Linked DNA regions of Mus musculus: region 1 is linked to region 2. Evidence: chromatin contacts called from public HiChIP or PLAC-seq data. All regions are on one chromosome and are shown on one strand. The core of a region is the stretch at or near the end of the contact, and the rest is flanking DNA. Distances in the headings are between cores, read along the strand shown.

Region 1 (4,146 bases), core at 440-2,939, 680 kb after region 2:
CCCCAACTGGTGGCACTGCTTGGGGAACTTGTGGCACCTGTAGATGGTAGAACTTCATTAGAAGTGAGTCTTGGATGGGAAGAAGGAAGGGTTACAGAATGGACTACCCTCCACGTCTTTGTTCAGATGTTAAACAGTCACCCTGATGATTCCTGCCTCTAAGGATAAACCCCAGACATCATGTCTTCCTACCAAGAAATGAGTACAGTTCAAATTAGATCTTCTTCCACTACAGTGTTATGTCATCCCAGCAATGACATAAGCAATTAATATGGAAGCCTAGTGAGAAGGGGGACGCTGTGATGTAAGGCAACGGCATACCTGTGGTATTCAGAAAACACATAAAGAAAACAAAGGGCCCCTCAACACTGGCCTTGCAAACTGATTCCCCTAGAACAATATTGAGCTGTGATCTCTGACTCTCTAAACTGCACACCTGACGGTTACAGCCGTGCTAAGAATTCCTTTCTGGGAACACCATCTTCTATCAAAAACTTCAGAAGTTATCTGTAACTTCCTTGAGAGTCAAGTCATAAAGAGTACACATGGCAGACCACAGGGCAGGTGCTGCTGGGAAAGGAAGAAGTCAGAGACCGGAGTCCCACTCTCAGAGTAGCTGGCTCTTCCACCCTGCCCTTCTGCCCTGCTATACATACCCACCCAAGCTAGCACCACACTCAGTCCAATCAGAATGTGGCTGCCCCCTGCGAGCCCCACTAAGCTGTAACCACACTGGAGAGACTCCTGCTTAGAATGATGAACCTTTCTAGACCCCTTAGATCAACAGCACACTCATAGGCTGGAGTGAGAATGGGGGCCCAGCTAATGCTGACTTCCTCAGTTGTAGCTGTCCACAGAACTCAGGAGAAGGAAAGGACATCGAGGGCAGTGAATCAAAAGGTCCAAACTCAGTTTTCAGGCTATTGCTCAGTGGCTGAGTTCACACCTAACATAAGCAAATCCCTAGATTTAATCCCCAAGGAGACCACCATCACCAAAACAAAACAGCAAGAACATCACATCCAAAGGCAAGTTAGCCTGCTAGACTATCAACTCCATGCCTCCTTTCTGTGGTAGTCAGATGGGAAACTATTAGAAACTAAGCCAGTCGCTACTGATTATAATTTTAACGACCACTGAGAAAAAAAAAATAACTCAAAAGATGATCACGGGTTTTTTTTATTGGTATCAATAGGATCAGAAACTATTTAAAGAAATAAAAACAACACTGCCAATAAAGTCCTAACCAGGGTTCTAGAATGCTTGGAAAGACTTTTATCAGGAACCTTGAGGAATGGTTGGAGCTCAGGAGTGGGGCAAAGAAATCACAGACTCTGGGGTTTGTTTCTTTTCAAAAACAAAAAACAAAAAGAAAGAAACTAACAAACCAGGACATTGGTGATGCAGAGCTGTAATACCCTGCAATATTCTATTTTCAAAACAAGACCGAATCAACTCCAGCTCCCTAAGGGAATCTCTACTTCCCATCCTTGGGGCTGCCTCAGGAGGCCTGGCATTTCCTCCTTAGGGGGAAGAGCAGGCTATACAACAATCGAGCTGTGGCTGGGAGCGGAGAGTGCCGGTTAATTAAGGCTGGATCTTTTATTCTCCCAGCAATTCAGCTCAGCTTGAATGAGCCCCAGAGCCCAGTCTGTGGTGGGAATAGCTCTCTGGGCAGTGAGAGAATCCAGGCTCTGGGGCTGACTCATCAACATGACAATAGCCCCCAGGATGCACTTGGTCTGATGTAAGGACAAGGGTTAGGGAGGAGGGGATGAAAGCCTGCAAGCCCAGAGTGCCCACCGCTGACTGAGGCTACTCTGGTGCACGGAATTTCTTCCCTCTTTCTTTCTTTTATAAGAGATGTTTGCTAATTGGTAGAGCTCAGAAAACAATATACCATTAAGAATCTCTTTCCTTCTTCCCCCTCATCTCCTCCCTCCCTTTTTAAAACTCCCCTCCCTTCCCCCACAACCTACTTTTGTTCCAGGGGTTTGGATGAAGTCTTTTTGTTTTGTTTTTTTCTCTTTAGCATGAAACTTACAAGCAGAAAGTAAATAAAGAAGAGTGTGACAGTTGGATTTTTCTGTCTAAGGGTTTTCAAAACTTATATTCCCTTTTAAGAATCTTGGTCCTGCTACATCTAATTCATAGGGTCACCTTACATGCAGACCCCGAAACAAAAGTGCATGGGATGCACTGATAGGAAACGTTTTGGAGAAGTGAATCCTGGAAATTAGTCTGATCTGGTCATTTTTCCCTTCCTCATTTATTTTTTTAAATCACAAGAACCTATTTAAAGTGAGAGCAATAGATTCATTTCAGTTAATGGGATATTGATCAAATTGGAAACCCAGAGAGGTAATTCTGATTGAGTCCAGGGATAAATGGGTGCTGGCAGGCTTTGCCAGCACCCCAGAAAGTGATGGGGGAAACCTTGTCCTCTCCTACCCTGCCTATGTCCCAATTTGTTCATCTGCCCAAGGATAGGAAGGAACAGAGAGACTTTGAGGTGGATCATAATTTTAATAATTCTATGACAGCACAAGATGCCTGTCTTCTACCTTTAAAATGTAATGTTTAAATGTAATGTTTTAGAGCGATAGTTCTCAACCTACCTTAATGCTACAACCCTTTAATACAGTTCCTCATGCTATAACGACCCTCCCAGATTATTTTCTTGCTACTTCATAATATAACTTTGCTACTGTTGTGAATTATAATAATATCTGAAATGCAGGGTATCTGAAATGTGCCCCCGCCCCCGAAGGGGTCACAACCCACAGGTTGAGAATCGATGCTCTAGAGGAAGAATTCTGAATGATTTTCCTCAGTGATATATGTACTGAACCACAGCTCCAAACACACGGGCTACCACTGGCTCATACACACTGCATCCTAAGAGTCTCTGGAGGGGCACACCACAAACACACACACACACACACACACACACACACACACACACACACACAGGATCTGGAGGAGGAAGGGGAGGAAGGGAGAGGAGGAGGAGGAGGAAGAGGAGGAGGAGGAGGAGAAGGGAACTCAAGAATGCTGACCCACTCTACTCTCTGACTCCAAGATTCCCTCAGTCTGCCTCTTTAAAACCAGTGGACAGACTTGTAAAAGGCTGAAAACATTTCAGGTGAGTCCTGAAATAGGTTCTGGATGTTGCTCTGACCATACCTAAGACTCCACTCTTCATCCCTAAGCTTTACTCTGTACACTAGTCATTGATTCTTGCCAGCTCCAGGGCTTCCTACCACACTCTGTAGAGCCAAGCACAGTGCCTTTACATGCTATTGAACAAAAGACAAAACAGCTCTGGAGAGTGCCAAAGTGGCACTTTCCCCCAGAATGGAAGAATGGAATGGGCATATTCCTTCAGGAGTTGCTGCTTACATAGGAAAGCACACTGAGGAGGGGTGGGGTGCATGTTTGAACATTCTCAGTTAAAGGTCGGAGTTCACGTCAGACACATTTTTTGTAATATTTATTTTTTGAATTTTTAACACAACTACATTATTTCCCCCTTTCCTCCTTCCAATCTCTCTCTCTCTCTCTCTCTCTCTCTCTTTCTCCATGGCCTCTTGTTTTTAGTGATTCTTATATATTCCTGTATATATAAATTCAGCCTGTTCACTCCATACAATGCTACTCATATTCATATGATTTGGAAACTGACCAGTTGGTGTTGGATAACCCACTGAAGGGGCATACTCTTCTCTAGGGAACACTGTTTCTCCTGTTCTCTGCATTCCTCAGTTGCCCGTAGTTATTCTTTGTCCAGGGTTGAAACCCCATGAGATTCCCCTGGTCCATGTTAGTGTGTCTATTGCTGCCAGCCTTGTTCAGGCCAACGTTAGGCAGCCGTGTCAATGAAACTCTGTGAATGTAGATTCTCTCTGATATTTCTAGGAGACACGGTCTCACAGAAAACTCCCTGTGCCTCTGGCTTTTGTTGTCTCTCTGCCCCCTCTTCTGCAACAATCCTTGCATCTAAGGTGCAGAATTCGTGTGGGAGGAAAGGGAAGTTTCTTGCAAAGGGTGAGAACTACACATATATATGTGGGATTAAAGAGAAATATATAGAATGCAGTTCGGAATTATGCTGATTTAGTAAAGTGACAGTTGTAGGTTCTCAAA
Region 2 (4,007 bases), core at 4-2,503:
ATACACTCATTGTTTTGGAGGTACCCTCTTTAAACCTGAAGGAAACAAAGCAGCCAGATCGTGAAGACCCAGGACATACAGGACACAGAGGGTCTAACCACTAAGATCTCAGAGCCTCCCTCCCAGGTTATTAATATTGCAAGGTACTCTTCACTCTCCACACCTCCTCCTCGTGCCTGATCACAAGAAAACCACGAATTTTCCCCCCTTTTCTTTGGGTCTTTTTTTTTTTTTTCTGAAAATTTCTGTCACATAAAAAATCCTATATTTAATATTTGCTTTCTTTTCTCTTGCTCCTCTGTATTTCCTGGTAAGGCTCACAGTCAGGTAGGTACCTTGCAAAGGGTAAGTAAGAAAAGAACACTTTTATTCCCTACAAATCAGTCTTCAGAATTCAATGAACTGCTTAAAATTTTGTTGTCTAGCGAAGAATTGACAAACACACGAACAATGGCAGCTTCCTGATTCTTTTAAAAATTGCTTTCATCATTTTACTATTCTTTTCTCTTTCCCCAGTATTCTAAAAGTCTGGAATTTAACCTTACGTGGAAAAAAAAAATCTCTTACTGATGAAAAGGGTCTCAGGAAAAAAACTAAAAATCACAGTTACTTTTCCCTCCAGTATTAAGAGCCAAACTGGAACATTTCCTTTTCAGTTTGTTAAGAGGAAGGCGACGGGTGTGGGTGATTACCCACGGGACGCCTCTGAGACAACATCATTTGCATATCTTAACAGCCTCCCACGGAGCCCTGCGAGCCGAGAAGAGTTGAGGGATATAGAGTTCCTTTAGAGGAGCATAACCAGCGGAAATTACCACTGATGTTAATTTGAAACAGAAAGAGATAGCCACACTGCTGGGCCTTGAGCTGGGGCACAAAGAGGGCCTTCTCTTGTTCACAAGGTGCTGACAGTGAGGGTGAGCGCCCATCCTGTGCAGCTGATGTCAGGAAGGACACAGCCTTAAATCTCAACACCTGGACAGAGCCTGGGAGACTCTGAAAGAAACCGACACAGATGGTTTCTCACACTGCCACAGCAAAGAAAAAAAAAATCCCCCAAAGCAACTGCAGCTGGTTCATTTAGACACCAAGTTTTAAAAGGGAAAGAAAAAAAAAATCTTTTCTTTGACTTAAAGAAAAAAAAAAAACTCATTAATCAGTACGAACAAATTAAGCTGATTAATAAAGTCTTTCTGATGCCCCCTTGTTGGATATATTTGTGTCACTGTTCTAGCTATGACCTCGGAAGCTTTGTGTTGCCCAGAGTAACCATGAGATACATCAACCCACTTTTGCTCCCAATACTATTAGAAAGAAGAAGAGAGGTTAAAAAAAATCATTCCACTGCTTCGCAGAATTTTACTCCGTTTGTTGTCTCTCCTAAAATTATCCTGTCCCCAGCCCCTGTGTGACCTGGCATAGAATACACTGGAAATTTTGCAAATACATATTTAAGACTTATATAAGTCACATGACTGTGACTGTCCCCGTCAGCCTGCTTGTTTTGTAAAATACTCAGGTTCTGTGCATCTGCCCAACTGGGCATTTGATGTCTGAAATGTATACAGACTGAAATTGTTGTGTTTTATAAAAAAGAGAAGAGGACACGATGTGTTTTGGTAGACGTGCCCCATGGGTCCTCTGAGTCATCCCTTCCCCTGGAGGTACCAGGGGTATATAGGATGGATATAATATGAAATAGAGTTTATTTAGGGCATGGGAAGGGGAGTTGGGAAGGGAGTAGAGACAGAAAGAGAGAGAAGAAGGGAGGGAAGGAGGGAGGGAGGGAGGGAGGGAGGGAGGGAGGGAGGGAGGGAGGGAGAGAGGAGAGCACAGAGAACAGAGAAGAGAAAAAACAAGAAAAGAGAGAAGAGAGGCAGGCCAGGAACACATGGAAGGGAGATGGGGAGAGAGGGAGAGAGAGTAAGAGGGATAAGAGAATATGAAAGAGAGGAGGGGGCAAGCAGCCCCTTTTATAGTGAGTCAGGAATACCTGGCTGTTGCCAGGTAACTGTGGGGTGGAGCCTAGAAGGAATGCTAACAGAATCATTGGCCTAAGGGAACAGCAAAGCATTCTTCTCAAAGAACAACAAGGCACATCAAAAGGAGGCTGGACTAGAAAGAAAGGTCTCTATTTCCTATAGAATCCAAAGAGCACTGACAGTCTGCAGACATAGAGCAGTGAGCATAAAGGCGTGGTATAAATGCCCTCTGCCTAAGTGTACAAAGAGACTTTTGCAAAGTAATGTATTGCAAATGTAGGGTCAGGGTCATGGTCAGATATACTGACTTGGCAGGAAGGTTAAATCTCTCTCTCTCTCTCTCTCTCTCTCTCTCTCTCTGTGTGTGTGTGTGTGTGTGCTTGTGTACATGTTATGTGTGTGTGTGTGTGACGCATGTTATATGTATGTGTAATGCATGTAAATACAGTATATGAGCATGTGGTTGTGTGTGTGCAGGTGTGCAGGGCCATGCATGTGTGCATAAGTCAGATAAAGACTGTTTTGTTCTGCCATGCTAGGTCTTATTTTAGACATCATTATCATCATCCATGAACCTGGAGCTGACTCCTTTTCCTCTAAGCTTCTGGGGAAGGGGGAGGTATTTTGCTATTTCCTTCTATGTATGACCCTGAAATATTTTTACGCAAGTGAGTCCGTACCAGATAAAGAATGAAATAGCAATACAAGTGAGGGTAAACAGACAGCCCGGGAAGGTTCTAGAACATGTGTGCAACTTGATATTTTTAATTTATTAATTATGACAATAGAGTTTCAGGAAATGAAACCAAGAAAATAATTAAAAGTTAGAAAATGGTGCTACTAGGCTATCTTTGGGGTGTGAATACCTGGCCCCATCTCTTTCCCTAGAGCCTACGCTTAGACTTGAGCATAAAACAAAGACAATAACATTTAATTACTAGGCTAAAGGAAAATCCAAAACACTGAAAAAACAGAAGTTCACAAAAGAAAGCTTCGTTTACAAGTAGAGTGGAAGCTGACCGACCTCTGTTTCCCTGGCTCCCGGGACCTCAACAGCTTTCAAATTGCTTAAATAGTTAGCGAGGAGACTGAAACACTGGCCAGAAAAGGACATAAATCCAGAATTAATTATAAGGACTTAAATGAGCAGGAAGAAAAAAGGCTCAGTGGATCCGAGTTTATTGTGAGATGTAGGCATAATGAAATTTTCATTGTTTTTTAGTTTAAGGAGGAATTAATTGCATATCACATTGCAGAAATTATAGTGCTGGTCGAGTTGCCTTAAGTCACAGCAGTGTTTGTAGATCACTGATGTCTTGTCTTAGACAATTTATGCATCACCTCGCTGCTAACTATTTAAGCAATTTGAAAGCTGTTGAGCTCCTGGGAGCCAGGGAAACAGAGGTCGGTGGCTTCCACTCTAGTTCTAAAGGAAGCTTTCTTTTGTGAACTTTTATTTTCCAGTGTTCTGGATGTTTTGGTTCTTATCAAACCCCTGTCCAATTTGACACATTGGCTAAAATTAAGGAACATTTAAATAGGCCTCTTAAGAGACCTTATTCTTTTAATGTGGGACGGCTATCTCTCCCATCTTTTTGCTTTCCAAAAAGCCACCCTTTTATCTAATTACAGTGCAGTAATTACAAAGTCATTACTTTTAGGTTGTTTTCAATTTATGAAGTGGTGTCCTGGTTAACTGGACACCCTTTGATGGTCCCTAGATCAGTAGAGAAGCTATCAACTGACCGATTAATTAACTTTTAACCTTCTCTAGCTAGCAAAATTTAATTTATTTTCATGCCATGAAAGTGAGCTAAACCTTTGAAAATGCCCAAATTTTCTCACCCATGCTTTCTTAAGTACATTGCACTTGAAAAATGAACCATTTTATATTAATGTGGTGCAAATTGAGATTGGTATTCTGTGGAAGAAAGGACGGGACATTTCTGTCTAATGGTTGAATTTTTATATTTTGTTGATCATCTCTAAATCACTTTTCTTCTGTGGAATGATTGTTTAATAGAC

Evidence for each region. HiChIP or PLAC-seq counts read pairs in DNA pulled down with a chosen protein or histone mark.
Region 1: an H3K27ac HiChIP or PLAC-seq map of stem cell-derived neural progenitor cells shows a contact between it and region 2, with 6 times the contacts expected there. The contact joins two enhancer-like sites. A contact is called at or near these places in 1 of 115 datasets of contacts at active chromatin or transcription factors (stem cell-derived neural progenitor cells) and 1 of 9 other capture datasets (embryonic trunk).

The regions. Positions count from the first base shown.
Region 1 is chr11:112,500,327-112,504,472 of GRCm38.p6, forward strand. No RefSeq gene overlaps it. Among named protein-coding and RNA genes, the nearest start is that of BC006965, 210 kb to the right of the region's middle. Within about 2 kb of position 1,690, at least 61 of the 459 cell types and tissues checked have an H3K27ac peak or open chromatin away from gene starts, as enhancers often do. A contact at or near this core is called in stem cell-derived neural progenitor cells, where this site is marked.
Region 2 is chr11:111,817,483-111,821,489 of GRCm38.p6, forward strand. All of the region lies in intron 1 of Gm30337 (a long non-coding RNA gene), which reads left to right. Among named protein-coding and RNA genes, the nearest start is that of Gm30337, 17 kb to the left of the region's middle. Within about 2 kb of position 1,254, at least 82 of the 459 cell types and tissues checked have an H3K27ac peak or open chromatin away from gene starts, as enhancers often do. A contact at or near this core is called in stem cell-derived neural progenitor cells, where this site is marked.